Linked DNA regions of Mus musculus: region 1 is linked to region 2. A link is a contact called in public promoter capture Hi-C data. All regions are on one chromosome and are shown on one strand. The core of a region is the stretch at or near the end of the contact, and the rest is flanking DNA. Distances in the headings are between cores, read along the strand shown.

Region 1 (3,310 bases), core at 788-3,287, 1.0 Mb after region 2:
TTAAATCTAAACATTATTTTCTTCCTCTATATTCTAGGAAGAGTCAATGTCTAGAAACTGCAGTGTAACATCGAAGCCTTTTAATTATTTAGCTGCTAACTCTGAAATGTTCTCTTAGAAAACAATGGAAAACTGGATACAATGCTTCTGGGATGTACTTCCAACAAGGGCCATTACCAAGAGTAAGATTTTAGAGGTTAGGTTACAAAGACATCACAGATGGGTTTTGACATATATGGATAGCTGGAAATCACTCTCTTTGGCCCCCAGGGATGAGTACCTTCTCCATCACTAAAGCCACTTCCAGGCCAGGCCCCACAACAACTGGGTAAGCATCAGAAACCTCTAAATGTCTGTCTACTCTTGAAGGCAACCAGTAAATATTTTAGAAAGTAATTCCCTGCATATATTGTTACTAAATTCACAGCTATTCTAATCTCTATTCTAAAACTATTATGGGAGGGTATAAAAGAATAAGGTGTAAGAGACATATATACATACATATATATATACATTATATACATTATATACACACACACATAGAGACAGACATACAGACATTACAGTTCTAAACCAATGGTTTTCAACCTCTGGGTCGCGCGACCCCTTGACGTCAAATGACCTCATGAGAGTCACATTTCAACTACGTCCATTACAATTCATAACAATAGCAAACATTACAGTTATGAAGTGGCAATGAAAATAATTTTATGGTTTGGGGACATCACAACATGAGGAACTTTTAAAGTTCGCAGCATTAGGGAGGTTGAGAACTACTGATAGTTTAGAATTTAAACTGTCACAGAATTTCATTGTTCAAAATTTCAGTAGCAATGTGCCTGCATGGTATCTTCAAAAAGGCAGAGAATACCACAAAAGGACTCCTACAAAATGCTTCTTTTCGAACAGTTTTGCAAAAGGTACACAACTGCCTCTAAGTTACACAAGTCAAGTTCTAACACTTTGTAGAACAGGGTTACCACCCATGGGTCCCCAAAATACCTAAATTTTTAGGAGAAATTCTGCGTACAAATAAGTAGCCCTTTTCTCTTGGGGGGTGGGGGGGAGAAGGAAAAAAATTTATGTATCTTTCAGCTTTTCAAAGGGGTTCATGATTCAGTTCAGATTAAAGAGCCCTTTAGACTGTCATCATTAGATAACTTGTCATGGTCAAGCCAACTCTTCTTGTTCTATTCCACGTTAGGGGAAGATTTATAATTCAGTGGCTCCTACACAACTTCTGGGTGATGCAGGCATGAAATGGTTGTCTGATTCTAACAGTCCCTACAACCACCACCGCAAAGCTGCAACCCCCCAGTTTCCCTGAGCCCCGTTTCGAAGGCGGCTGGGCTCTGATGGGACCCAGGAGAGCCCTGGCAGCCATGCGACCTGCTTTCTAAGAGCTGCCGCCCCCTCGGGGGTCTCAATCGGCGACCAAGTCCTCAGCAGCTTCTCTGGAGCAGTGGCTGCGGGCGACACTGCAGCGACCTTCCCGCCCGCGTCCCGCGTGGGGCAGCCACGCACACCACACGAGGGACAACAAAGCCCGGCCGAGCGGCCCAGAAGAGCCGAGTTGTCACCCCGCGGGGGTCGCAGGCCTTAGGGCGCGGACTCCGGAGAAGCCCTGGCGGCCGTCACCCCACCCGCCCGCAGTCCTCCTTACCCGCAGGGAAGCTGCGGGCCCCGCTGGGGCTGTCCCGGCCGCCAGCCTCCGGGGCCAGGAAACGGCCCCACATAGCGGGCGAGCGGGCGAGCCTGGAGCTCGGGGCCCGCGGTCGCCTCGGCTTCTGGGCGGAAACTTGAGCGGAGCCTGGGCCTCGGCAGCGCGGACCGGACCCGGGCGGGGGGCTTAACGGCTGTTCAGCGACGGCCCCGGAGCGCGGCGGCTGCCATGGCCCAGCCGGCTGCGCTGAGGCCCGGGCCGGGGAAGCTAGTAGCTCCCCGGTGACGGCGGCGCGATCGCAGGCTCCGGGGCTCAAAGCGAATCTGCAGCTGCGGCTTCTCTCAGCCCCCTCCGCCCGGCAGAACCTTAGGCAGCGGGCCGGGCCAGGACAGGCGGGGCCTGGATGGGGCTGGGGGCGGGGCCCAGAGGGCGGGGCCTCAAGGCGGGGCCTGGGACTCTTGGCGAACCAAAAACCTATTGCTAACAGCATGCGGGTGATCATCCTGAAGCCGCTCCCTACTTCTCCATCCTGTTACCTTCAAGCTGAGAGAGGGTCCATAATTTAATCCCAAACCCTGTCTTCCTATACGTGCTTTCTAGGGGCACAGTTGTTATAAAAGGTGCGAGTTGTCCCTGCAACCGCTTCAAGGGGCTGTGGGGCTAGCCATCTGACTCAGAATGGAGATCAGAATTAAAATTGTTGTCATGCGTTCCACAAGCACCGGTTATGGATCACGGTGGGAATAGAAAAGAGGACATCCCTGCCTCCCACATCTGCTCCACTTTATTTCCCACCCTTCCTAGGAACAGACATCCTGAGAAAAGACAAAGGAATACAGCATCCTCTTGCAATTACTCTTGTTGGCAATATAATCATTTGAATATTTAGATACAAACTAAACACTGTCAACCACTGTACAAGGAGGCAGTCTCAGCATGCCAATCAGAAGTAACCCAGACGATAAGTTCCTTAGGCTTTGAGTCCAGTGATGTTTTTCCTAATGTGGAAACTGCTAACAAAAGCTTAATATTGATGTATCCTCAAGTAAAATACTACTTAAAGCTTGTGAGGCTTACATTTAAAAATGTGTGCTATAACTCACCACATTTGCTGAAATGTACCAAACCGTGGTTATACATCTAGTCTCCTTCCTGTAGATCTGCAGATATTTCTCCAAATCTTCAGATGTTGGTCAACCGTCAAATGATTCTGATGCTAGAAGGTGACAGAAATATGAAAATATAACGAGATGGCTCTTTATCTGATCTAAAATGTATCTAATTATTTATTGACAGTTGAAAAGGATGGGGAAAAAAACATTAACAGTTCCACAAAGAAAAATATCGAAAGTAAAAATACTATATCTACAAATACATCTTTTCATAATTTGTAGTTTAACAAAAAGCCCAAATTCGCTGGAAACTTGATGTGTAACCCAGGCTGCCCTCAAACTCCTGGTTCTCCTGCTTTAGCCTCCTCTGTGCTTTCTAGAAAGAAAGAAAAAGGAGAAAGAAAGAAAGAAAGAAAGAAAGAAAGAAAGAAAGAAAGAAAGAAAGAAAGAAAGAGAGAGAGAGAGAGAGAGAGAGGAAGGAAGGAAGGAAGGAAGGAAGGAAGGAAGGAAGGAAGGAAGGAAGAAAGAAAGAAAG
Region 2 (3,124 bases), core at 149-2,648:
CAAAATGATAAACTTATCTAAAACATAAGGTTGTCTTTATTGTTGTAGTTTTTTGCTGCTTGATTACACGGTTCTCAATTTTTAACTTCATAGATGACAACATGTCACAAGGTTGTCCAAACCTTAGGTAGAGCACCTTCAACATTTTCCAGAATTGATCAATATTTCGATTTGACAACTGTCAATGCCAAGACTAAGGCTCTGCATGCAGAAGTATGCTTAGGACTATTTTGGAAGTTGTTGGAAATTCTTTCCTAATCCCAAGCCAAAATTCATTTAACAATACAAAAATTAATAATAATTACTATTATTTGTAAGATTTATCTTCATTTATGTGTGTGGTCTAGATGTGTACACGTCATGTATGTGCAAGTACCTGATGAAGCCAGAAAGTATTGGATTCCCTGGAGCTGGAATCACAGATGGTTATGAGCTACCTGTCGTGGGTGCCAGGAACCGAATCTGGGTCATCGGAAAGAGCTGCAAGTGCTCTTAAACATTGAGCCATCTTTCCAGCCTCCAAAATGCTTATCTGCTTATCTGTATGCATGTAAATGTCTGCATGAGTGCTGCAACCTGTGTGTGCAGGGCAGAGGACAACCTTGGGTGTTGGCCCTCCTAACCTTGACCTTGAGGTATAGTGCCTCTTGCTTGCTGTTGCAGTGCATACTCCAGGGTATCTACCCTCAAGCTTCTGGGGAATTCTCCTGCCTCTGTCTCACACCTCACACTATAAACACACACCACTTATGCACATTGATTCAAGGGATCTAAACTCAAGTTGTGAGGCTTACAGCAAGTGCTTTTACCTGTTGAGCCATCTCCTTGGCTCAACATTTTTTTTTTAAGGAAACTAAAGTCAGAAAGTCAAAACAGCAATTTTTGAGCTCTAACATTCCCATACAGTGTAACCCAGGGATATCTAATGTGAGCTTTCCATGCTGACGAATGCTGAGAAAGCCTTGTCTTCATTTTCTGTAAGCCATCCATATCTGTAAGAACAGACCATTCATAACCTGCATCTTAGCCTGCACGCTTCAGTCATGAGTACTGTGTTGCAACAGTGTGCAGTGTAAACTGCATGTGGACTCAGAACCAAGGCCGCCATGAGGCTGTGTGATACAAGGGCAGGTGCTGACTCAGTATGTGCTTGGTTTTGAATTAATTTTTGGTTGCCGCACATTCAGAAACCTTTTTCCTGTTCGCCAATATTTTGGGACCCTCACATTCAGTTGCATGACCTAATTAATATAGGAGCTCAAACCTCATCTTAGGAAGCTGTGGCTTTTTTTTTTTTTTTTTTTTTTTGGTCAGAAAATTACCCTTTGTACTGTGTAGCAATTATTCTAAGGGCCAAGTGCTGAGATCACAGTGAGCCCAAGCATGAGAGCTGACTGCAAGTTCTCGGTTAGAGCAGAAATCCGCCCAGGAGGGCTTATTCATTCCACCAAAGCTTTCCATTTCTACACGGCTGACATTGCTTCACCACTGTCAACTGCACATGGCCCTTATGTTTGCTGTGCCCAGCTAGCCAGCGCCTGCACTCTTCTTTCCTATTCAACTCAAAAGAATTTTAACTTTAACTTTCAGTTTAAAAATTGAAAGGCCAGAGAACTATACTGTCACAGAAAAAACAAATGTAGGTAGTTCATACAGAATTAGCTCAGCTCCAAGGAAAGTCAACTTACAGCAACAGCGATCTGCTGCCATGGCAATTTTATAAATGGAAATAAAGGATTTTATAATGTCAGAAACATTATTAGGAAGACTTGCGACACTGTGCAATATATTCAAAAATAAAGTGTAAAACAAAACAAAAACCTTTCTGAAGTGAAGCTACTGAGGCAAACGGTTAAGATTCGGATAACAGCTTACTTAGGAAGAAGAAGACAGGCCTTAAATATGCTGATCTCGGGGTAAATCACAGAACTGTCCTATAAGAGCACCACAAAGAAAGAAGTACAAAGCTGAGGCTTGCACTGGGACTAGGAGCAGATACGCATTAATACCCCAACACAGAGGTACATGGAGAAGAGACAGCCAGGGACCGGGGTTTGGGAAATTACTTGTCAGGGATGGTTGGAGAGGGAAAAGAAAAAAAAGATACTGTACAAGTTCATCAAATCAGATTGTGTAATGACAAACATACTGTCCCATGTGATGGTTAGTGTTAATTGCTAACTTGACAGAATTTAGAATCACCTGAGGTGTGTGTGTGTGTGTGTGTGCGCGCGCACGCGTGCAAGCATGATCTTGATTGTGTTAATTCATGTGGGAGGACCACAATAATTGTGGGAAGAACTATTCTCTGGGTAGAGGAGCTTACAGAGTATAAAACAAAGCAACTGAGCAGAGCACTGCACACAAGCATTTACGGGTCTCTGCTGACAGATGCAATGTGATCAGCTGTCTCAAGCTCCTCCTGTTAGGACTGCCACATGACAGACTATAACATGGAACTGTGATGCAGACAAGAACCTTTCTTCCTTAAGTTGCTTCTGCCAGAGAAGAAATTTTTAATTTTTATTTTGCTTATTATTAGAAGTATCAGAAGGTATAGGCATGTGGAGGTCAGAGGAAAACTTTGTCCAGTTGTTTCTCTCTTTTACTTTGACATGAATTCTGGGACAGAACATAGTCAGCTCTTCAGGCTTGTGTCACGCGTCTGTACCCAGGGAGGCTTTTTTTTGCTGCTACTGTTTGTTTAGCTCTGGCTGGTTTGGAACCACAAGAAGACCAGGCTGGTCCTGAATTCACAGAGTTCCACCTGTCCCTGCCTCCCCACCCCCACCCACATCCCCAGTGCTGAGATTACAGGCTGTGGCCCTATGTGTGGCTCCTGTCAGCTTATTTTATTACAGAAAAGAAACAGAAGAGACCGAAAAGAAACCAAGACACTGTTTCTTTCTTTCTTTCCTTCCTTCCTGTAGATGCCTCCTAATTCAGGCCTTCTCATTCTCTGTTGTTGTCACTGTTGGTGGTGCTGAGGCTAGAACCCAGGGCCTTGTGTATGTTAGGCAAACACTCTTAACACTAAGCTCTAGCCCCAGTGATCCCCTCCTTTTTATAACAATTTTATTCAGTATAGTTTACATCAGAGCAATGCACAAATAACATATTAACA

What was found. Promoter capture Hi-C pulls out the DNA fragments that hold promoters and counts their contacts.
Region 1: a contact with region 2 is called in a promoter capture Hi-C map of liver, with 3 times the contacts expected there. The contact joins the promoter of Cep85l here to the enhancer-like site in region 2. A contact is called at or near these places in 3 of 39 promoter capture datasets (hippocampal neurons, liver and pre-B cells), 1 of 115 datasets of contacts at active chromatin or transcription factors (astrocytes) and 2 of 9 other capture datasets (adipose tissue and liver).

What each region holds. Positions count from the first base shown.
Region 1 is chr10:53,377,846-53,381,155 of GRCm38.p6, forward strand. Cep85l (centrosomal protein 85-like) reads right to left here and starts at 2,038. Exons shown (of 13, transcript NM_001204983.2): 1 at 1,664-2,038. The coding sequence starts at 1,736. It overlaps Gm46225 (a long non-coding RNA gene), which reads right to left. Exons shown (of 3, transcript XR_001779770.2): 3 at 2,741-2,879.
Region 2 is chr10:52,359,988-52,363,111 of GRCm38.p6, forward strand. The region is part of intron 1 of Gopc (golgi associated PDZ and coiled-coil motif containing); the gene reads right to left. Among named protein-coding and RNA genes, the nearest start is that of Gopc, 21 kb to the right of the region's middle. Within about 2 kb of position 1,399, at least 8 of the 459 cell types and tissues checked have an H3K27ac peak or open chromatin away from gene starts, as enhancers often do. A contact at or near this core is called in liver, where this site is marked.